Regions from separate parts of the Hordeum vulgare genome. Here region 1 is linked to region 2. A link is a contact called in public Hi-C data. All regions are on one chromosome and are shown on one strand. The core of a region is the stretch at or near the end of the contact, and the rest is flanking DNA. Distances in the headings are between cores, read along the strand shown. Region 1 holds the start of LOC123398711 (transcription factor RHD6-like). Region 2 holds the start of LOC123398047 (aspartic proteinase Asp1-like).

The links. A called contact is a pair of places that touch in the nucleus more often than the background predicts.
Region 1: a Hi-C map of leaf shows a contact between it and region 2, with 3 times the contacts expected there. The contact joins the promoter of LOC123398711 here to the promoter of LOC123398047 in region 2. A contact is called at or near these places in 3 of 6 Hi-C or Micro-C datasets (leaf and seedling) and 1 of 1 datasets of contacts at active chromatin or transcription factors (embryo).

Annotation. Positions count from the first base shown.
Region 1 is chr5H:242,101,549-242,105,829 of MorexV3_pseudomolecules_assembly, forward strand. LOC123398711 (transcription factor RHD6-like) reads right to left here and starts at 2,479. Exons shown (of 7, transcript XR_006610240.1): 1 at 2,291-2,479; 2 at 2,048-2,201; 3 at 824-905; 4 at 670-735; 5 at 463-528.
Region 2 is chr5H:241,797,503-241,802,015 of MorexV3_pseudomolecules_assembly, forward strand. LOC123398047 (aspartic proteinase Asp1-like) reads left to right here and starts at 2,963. Exons shown (of 9, transcript XM_045092560.1): 1 at 2,963-3,769; 2 at 3,997-4,114. The coding sequence starts at 3,603. LOC123451881 (SWI/SNF complex subunit SWI3C homolog) reads left to right here. Exons shown (of 9, transcript XM_045128428.1): 9 at 219-993. The coding sequence ends at 719.

The sequences.
Region 1 (4,281 bases), core at 1,229-3,728, 300 kb after region 2:
GTGTGCTGCTCTATACTTTTTTTTGCTTTACGGAACCAAAACTGGTCCAGAACAAGAGATACATTCAGTAAGCTTCAGCAGGCACTGACTGGTCCAGGACGATAACAAAAACAGGAATACAAACTTTGGTAGGAGTACTAACATAAATTCAAGTCCTTCTTTCTTCTGTATTAATTTAGGGACCAAATAATACATCGTAACTCATGTTCTACTCCAAATATTATTCAGTCAGCATAATTCTAATATTAGTACGATCGTGCAAGGATATAATAACACAGTAGAATTATCATGTTCACTTTAAATAAGACCCAATCTACAGAAAACTAGGTATTGCAGCAACAAACTATTGCAGAGTTCATCACCATGAAATTATGAACCAAATTTCTTGTAAGACACATCACGATCACACACAGAGTTCCTAGGGGATAAAAGGCCTAATGCAACCATGTCATTTGGGCTTACCTTGATCTGTAGCTGCAAAAACTTAAGGTAGAGGACTGCCTCCTCGAGCATAGTGCTGAGATCCACCTATGAAGAAATTTCACAGCAGTCAGAAAGTACTAATGCCAATAACTAGCTCAATCTGCAGCTCAGTTTGCTTCCTAGATTTTTCTTTTTTGAAAAGGAGTTTGCTTCATACATAGAGTAGGAAAAATAGGATGGACTCACTTTGGTTCCGTTGGGCACCAGCTTCTGCAAAACCCAAAGCTTGTCGTTGATCTTCTCCCTTCTTCTCTGCATTGCACAAAACAAAAGTCTGAACCAGTCCACTGAAACGGTCACATTGAATTGACCTGCAGGGCTGCACATGCATTCACATCACCTTTGCATACAAGTTCTGGGGGTCGCTCGCCGGTCCGTGGCCGGCCCGAGCTTTCACGATGCAGACGACTCCGACGTTCCATCTGCCAAGACAACAATCATGTTTTCATACCAAGTTGAAAATATACTCCAAGTAAAGATTAAGATTGTGTGAAAATAAATATCCTCTGCCGGTCCATCTACCAGTCAAGAAAAAAAGTAAAGACAATATCAACATTTAACGCTTTGACGATCGTTAATTACAGCTCATAATAGCACAGAAACAGAGCATACTACATACACATCCTCCTGCCCCAATCAAACCTGTCATGGATCAGAATGCTGATCAGGCTACGCCATCACCAGAAGGAAAACAGACACACAAGCAGAGGAGGTTTTCTCGACGTCGAGCGAGGATAAGCACGCCCGAGCGGACATGTTAGCAGGCGATGGCGTTCGAGCAAGCAGCGCTGGTTTCCTCAATGTGTTGTGGTGCCAGCGTCGTCGCGTGGGTGTTGGATTTATAGACTCTGAACCTGTCTCCCCTCTGCTTCTATCTAACCACCACCACTACTCTACAGTAAAACTGTAATCCTGTTCTTGAGCTCTATCTGGTCCAGCCTAGTTGATGCTACTGTATCCAGGTCCATGACAAAACCCAGTCTCCAACTTGAAAATTGGAATCGAGCAGCTTCAACTTTTCAAGGAGCAATCAGACAGTGTGCATGTGCCTTCCAATGTACACGGGCCCAGGTTCCACTCGGGGGGGTGACCGACGAAGTGTCGGCACGGCCACACGAGCAGGCAGGCCGTTGTTGCGGCACAGCTTGCCGAGGTGGAATTTGTCAAACGACATAGGGAATTTGAGGGGTTGATGGAGATACGCCTTGTCCCCCCTGTGAAAAAGGGATCAAGCTTTCCACGATTGAACGGAAGCTGATGCTGTTGCAAAAGGTGCATGGAAACTATGGTCTTCCTAGTGGACAGGAGAAATCGGATAACCATCACAGCCAACAGTTTCAAAGGAATAATCACCTAAGCTTAGCCGCTATGTTCATGTGCGTCGCGTCCCGGAGGAATCTGGGAACAACAAACTGATCAAAAGGGCGGCGCCGAACCAAACCCTAGCGGCGACCGAGAAGGACGGAACGGAGAAGCGGGGGCCTCCGGGGACCGACCCGGCGGAGAACCCTAGAGCGAATCGGGATGGAGGGGGCAGGGGGAAAGCGGGGAAGGGGAGTGGAACCTTGGCCTCGTAGAGGAGGGGCCCGTGGTAGGCGAGCACCTTCTCGCCCTCCGTGAAGGAGACCGAGGCGCCCTTGCCCTTGTCCCCGTCCTTCCCTCCGCCGCTGCTCGTGGTCGTGGTCGTGTTGGAGCTGACGTCCATCGGATCCAGCGATCTGACAACGAGGTCCACCACGGGTGAGGGTTGCTGGCGCGAGAGATGGATCTGACGGGAGGGGAGGAGAGAGTGGCGCGAGGGGACCACGGAGGTGTGCTGCGCAACGGCGAGAGCCGCATCAACTCGCCGGAATCGAGCGACATAGGTGACGGCGGCAGAGGAGTCGTGGGAGGGGGACAGAGAGAGGGCTCGCGGTGGGAGAAGGGGGCTAGTGGTTTTCTTTAGATTAGGTCAAACGAGAGACATTGGATCCGTAGGGTGTGGAAGGCCTAGATCGGCTACAATGTGGTGATCGGTGGGAGGGTGCTTTCTACCTCGTGATTGGTTCAAAATATGTGTCATTGAAAATGGTTTTTAGTGCTATAAACACAAGAAATTTTGTGAAGCAGCTACCAAAAATAATTTACAAAATAACAACATTAAAAATTTTACTAACGTTAGGCCATGTCTTATGGATGATCACCAACGTGTATGCACTTGTGATATTTCTAGCTATTTTCAGTCATTCAAATGGTTTTCTATCGAATCACATGGAACCGGGTTCACAAACTAGGTTGAGGTGGGATAGAATGGATCCACGAGTGACATGTCAACATAGTTAGAACATGTTAAGACATTTTTATAATCGTCGTAGAAGTTATGACGGTCTCATCTTATGCAGTTACGACGTTTTTGACTAACATCGTCGTAATTTATATGTAGATTTGATCCCCTCAAACGGGTTACGACAATCTCGGATGAAATCGTCATAGATTTATGACGAATTCATCAACGACGTCTTAAAAAACATCATGTATGAGCATATTTCTTGTAGTGGGGGCATGGCCCCTTACGACCGAAGCAATCTGACTCCAATGGTATGTTCCTTCATTGAGTATGTTTCTTGTATTTCTTTGATTTCTATCCGACATCTGATGCCGGATGCCGGCTACACCCTCAGTTATTCGAGCCCTATGAAAGTCTATTGGCAGCCGACTGCCGACCTGGAGGTGTCGGACCCCGTCCAAATCGAGGATGGGGACGAGGTGGAGCTTCAATCTTCTTCCTCCGAAGATGTGTAAAGGGTGGCGGAGTCGGAGGGCACCGAGCCGGCTGGTGAGTTTTGTCGGCGTTCTGGGAATGGGGATACCCAGACCTCCCTGCAAGTGGCACAGGACCGACCCACTTCATCAAGCAAACCAACGGGCTTGGCACCACTCAAGGCAAGGCCGTCGTGAGGGGCCAAGCCTCACGAGGAGGAATGGCATCAAGACCCGCAGGGGCCTCTTGAGGACCCCTCCGAAGCAGCGAATATTCGGAGGCGAGGCCCGACCTCATGAGTCAAGGATGACGCAAGGGAAGGACATGCGAGCAGCAGACAGCGGAGCAGAGCAGTTTCCCCTTTAGTGCAAAGGGGGGCAAGGACATACCAGGGTTACAAAGGCATCTTTCAAAGGTTTCCCTTGTGGTGCAACAAGGCCGTCGCTGCCCACCAGCAGGACAGACGCCATCCCCGGACCCGTCCCTGCAGCGCGGGCAGCCACTTTGCATGAGAAGACCACCTTTGGGCAGGGGAGCATGTTCCCGTGTCCCCCTTCATAATTGGCCAATGTGGGATCCCTTCCCATCGAAACGATAAGGGAAGAGGACCGGGGCCGCCATTATATATAGGGGATAGGTTGCTCCGTAGAGGAGGCCGAACCATTCATTCACCCACTAGCACCGCACAAGGTCACCCAAACTCCGGAGGCTCCCAAGCACTGTATTAGTTCATCCACCAACATCCGCGAGAGGCAATCCACCAAACCAGGAGTAGGGTTTTACGCCTCACAGCGGCCCGAAGCTGGGTAAACTGTTGTGTCTTGTGTTTCCTTCACCATCAAGTGAGTTTCCTGCCATCTGAAGCGAGTAGCGAGCTAGGTGAGGCGAACCAGTGAGAGATCTTCGTACACACCCCTGAGTTTGAATATTGAGGGTTTTGCGGAGCCCGAAACCTCACATTTGGCGCGCCAGGTAGGGGCGTGTCAAGGTCTTCTCCAGGTTCCACCTTCACCAAGCTTCATCGCTTCGATGGCTGACGCTCGCCGGGCTCGTGCCGA
Region 2 (4,513 bases), core at 1,713-4,212:
TCTTATATTATGGGACGGAGGGAGTAGGTGATTCTTTGCAAAAAGAAAAAAGAAAATCCAGCTTTTACTATTGCAAAGATCAAGTAAGTATCGTACTATGAGATTTGGTTTGAAACCTTAACCTGCCTGCTTCCGTTGACAAGTTGGTAAATGATTTTGTGACATACTAGGTGATATACATTGCTTTCACCATTCTAATAACTATGTTTGATTTACAGTTAAAGAGATTGGAGTTGAAGCTGAAGCAATTCGCAGAGGTGGAGACCTTGCTTTTGAAGGAAAGCGAGCAGGTTGAGAGGGCCAGGCAGAATCTTACAGCTCAGCGCGTCCGGTTTATGTCAGCTCGGTTTGCTTCCACTGGAGGTCCCATGCCCGGAGGCAGTAGCAGCACCATGGTATCTAATCCAATGAATCAAGCCAGCCCTCGACCACCAGCAATGCCAGGCTCAATGCCTCCGGCCAGCATGCAAGCGTTTTACGGCAATAACATGCAGGGGCATCCAGCCCAGATGGCTTTCTTGCAGCAGCAACAGCGGCAGCAGCAGCAGATGCTCTCATTTGGGCCGCGCCTGCCGCTCTCAGCTATCCACCCTGGCTCATCGTCGTCAGCAGCACCCAGCGTCATGTTCAACCCGGGCATGCCCAGTTCGGCTACCCCTAACCATCATTCCATGCTGAGACCACCATCCTCGGGGAGCAACAATTCAAGTTTTGGTTAAGGAGAGATTATTTGCCTCATCCCAAGTTACCCGTGTTTGTAGCTCCGATGACAACCATTGTAATTCAATTGCACAATCACAGGTAGATGCATTTAGTCTTTTAGGTTTCCCATCCTAGTTCCCTTTGTCCCGGAATCTCTCGGCTATCTCATAAGATGAATGTTTGATAGGTAAGATTGTGTTATAGAGAAGTGAGAGTTTCACCCTGGTGCAAGTAATTGTTCCCAACGAGATGCTACAGAGTGACGGAAATTGAATTCACCTGTATTCTTTACCTGCAATTGTGGTTTATACTCCCTCCGTCCCATATTAGTTGACGCTCAAACAGATGTATTTAGACAGTGCTAGATACATCTGCCTAAGCATCAATTAATGTGAGATGGAGGGAGTAGTTTAGAGTCTTGTGAAATACTTCCTCCGTCCTACTTGTCGAAAAGATGGATGTATCTAGATGTATTTTAGTTTTAGATACATTTATTTCTATTCATTTTCACGACAAGTAATTTCAGACGGAAGAAGTAAACATTTATTATGTCAGCCAAAAAAGCTACGACTGGAAAACGATAGATAGATGTCTCAGGAACGACCAGCTTCTGGGTCTAAGCTATTTTTTGAGCTTCTGGGTCTGCGGAGATAATTTCTCTCACTTTTCTCAGCAGCTGTCTTTCAATTCCCGTTGTGAATTATGACTATGATTGTGCTCATTACACAATAACACCGATTGCTATGATCGTGCCTCCGTACTTCATATAATCCTTTTTAGAGATTCTAATACAAACTACTCCCTCCGTTTCTAAATATAAGTCTTTTTAGAGGTTTCACTAAAAGACTACATACGGATGTATATAGACATATTTTAGAGTGTAGATTCATTTATTTTGTTCCGTATATTGACCCCTAGTAAAATCTTTAAAAAGACTTATATTTAGGAACGAAGGGAGTATATAAAAAGTAAAATGAGTAAACCTACACTAAAGTACGTTTACATACTTTTGCATGTAGTTTATATTAAAATAAAAAAAAGTCTTAGACACTGATTGGATTGTCGTTTCTTAGAGCTAAACCCCTATAAAATATAGATGCCGTTTTTTTAGCAGCTGAAAATTATGCGTGGCAGGTAATTTACACCTGTAAATTATATACAAGTGTATAAATATACACCCATTCCAAACGGGGCGTTATATTTAGGGCCTGTTTGGGACTGCTCTACTCCTTAAAATTCAGCTCTGCTTTAGAAAAGACAAGTCAAACGGGGTAGCTTCATGATATGCCGCTCCATAAAAAAACTAGAATCTAGGGTAGAACTTAAAAGTTTTTGTGAAGCTCCTCACAGGGTGCTCCAAAAAACTCTAGAAGCTGGAGTTGGGGGGAAATTACCCACCACTGCCACAAGTAAGTGGATACCCGTTCATTTCTTTCCCCTCAACCAATCAAATAGATTCTTTTCATCAGATTTTCTATTTTTGAAGCTGGAGCTAGATGGGAGCCAAACATTCTCTTAATAGTGCTATAGCTTCTGTATGAAACTGCTTTAAAGTGAATTTGATGAAGTGAAGTTGATTTTGATGAATTGAAGCAGTCCCAAACAGGCCCTTAAAAGCATGAAACTGTCACCGAGCCCATGGCCAGCCTGCCCTGTTGTCTGAACTGAAGAAGCACATCCCTAGCAAGGACACCTTCAAATTCAGTTATTCAACGGTCCAAACGGGACGTTGTATTTAAAAGCGAAGGGAGGGAGTACGTACTACTCCCTCCGTTCCTAAATATATAAGTCTTTTTATAAATTTCACTAAGGAGCTACATACGGAATAAAATAAGTGAATCTACACTCTAAAGTGAATCTACACTCTAAAGTATTTCTATATACATCCGTATGTAGACCTCTAATGAAACATCTAAAAAGATTTATACTTAGGAATGGAGGGAGTAGTTCAAGTGCCGCCTCTTTGCTCGAAAAGTAGCATGAAGCTGTCACCGAGCCCATGGCCAGCCTGCCCCGTTGTCTGAACTGAAGAAGCACACCCTAGCAAGGACACCTTCAAATTCAGTTATTCAACGGTCCAGATCGTGTGAAGGCAGTCAACGGCTTGGATGGACCTAGGCGATCATTGAAGTTTAAACTCTAATTACCCATGTGTAACCGTGAATCATCTTTACCCTTTTTTTTTTGGTTGCTGATTCGTACTGTTTTGACTTGAGAGGAAAGACCAATCACACTATAGTTATGTTTTTTTTTTTTGCGTGTTACACTATAGTTATGGTTAAAGGAAAATCGAAGAGTTGCAGGATGTTGGAAGACCAAAGATACCTTTTCCTATATAATAGGTAAAACTATCCCCTCTCTCTGGAGGTTCACCTCTTTCCTTATAATTCCGGCAGCATCTCTCAATCCATCATTGCCACATACTCCTAGGTAGTAGAGAAATGATGCAAAGCTGATAAACCAGGCAATACCTTTCTCCACCGAATCAACCAAAAGAAAAGGGAAAGAAGGCTCGGCAGCATACTCCTACTTGACTTGACTTGACTTGACTTGACTTGGGGTGAAGTGAAAAGGCCGCCGGAAAGAAAGGCAACAAGAATAAACCGGAGCGCAAGCCTTTTCTGTTCCTTGCTTGCCGCAGCCAAAGGGAAACTTTTCCACAGAAGCTTCCATCGCAAATTCGCAATACAATACACACGCACGCTGCTTCTTCTTCTTCTTCTTCTTCTTCTCTCCCTATCTATCCCCTATAAAACCCCATTCGCTCTTGCCATCCATCCCCATCCATCCTTCCCTCCCTCCCCTTCCCCTGAGCTGTGCTGTGAGGGTGGGGGGCCGGGGGCAAACCAAACCGTTCAATCCGTCCGAGTCCATCCTCTTCTCAGGCCTCGGCTCCTACCATGGCTTCCAGGTGGGCCCCGCTGCCGGCCGGCCTCCTCCTGCTCCTGCTGCTGGCGGTCCTGCTGCCGGCGCGCGCGGACAGGCCGGCGAGGACCGCCCACGCGGACGACGACCCGGAGGCCTCCTCCGCCGTCTTCCAGCTCTACGGCAACGTCTACCCCCACGGGTATGCCGACCCGACCCATCAATCAACTGATTGTGGATTTTGGCCCTACTCGCCCATAGATCTCTGTGCCCATTTTTGTACTATGCCAATTCCAGCATTTTTATCCTTTTTTGTTTTGTTTTGCCTTGTTGGTGAATGTAGCAGTGTACCTAATTTTATTTTATCGATTAACGAGTCTGACACAAAGTTGCCGTGGCGATTTTCTTGGATGGCGCTTCCTTGTGCAGGCTCTACTACGTGGCCATGAGCATCGGCAACCCGGCGAAACCATACTTCCTTGACGTCGACACCGGCAGCGACCTCACCTGGCTGCAGTGCGACGCCCCCTGCGTCAGCTGCTCCAAGGTAGGGCTACCATTCCCTCTCCTTCCTTTTTTTCGAACCGGGCTCCTTCCCTTTCCATTACTTTCATAACGGAAATACAATCCCTCTCCTTCCTTGTTTGTCCAATCCAATTTCCTGCCATTGGACCCTCTTGACTAGACGCCCTTGTCTTGTCACTGTTGCCTGTTCCAGCTGTTCAAGGCATCATATATTTCGGTACAAAAGTTACAGCTTGATTTTCTCTTTATACATGCATATCCATATCCATGGATATAATGAATTCAGTGCAAATATGATCCATCAATTTCATGCATGCTTAAGTTTAATTGCCCCATTTACTTTGCTGGCCCAGGACCAGTATAGTATGTTAGTTTACCGTGGTCAAGTCTATTATTGGCATGGGTTCAGAGCTTTGCATTT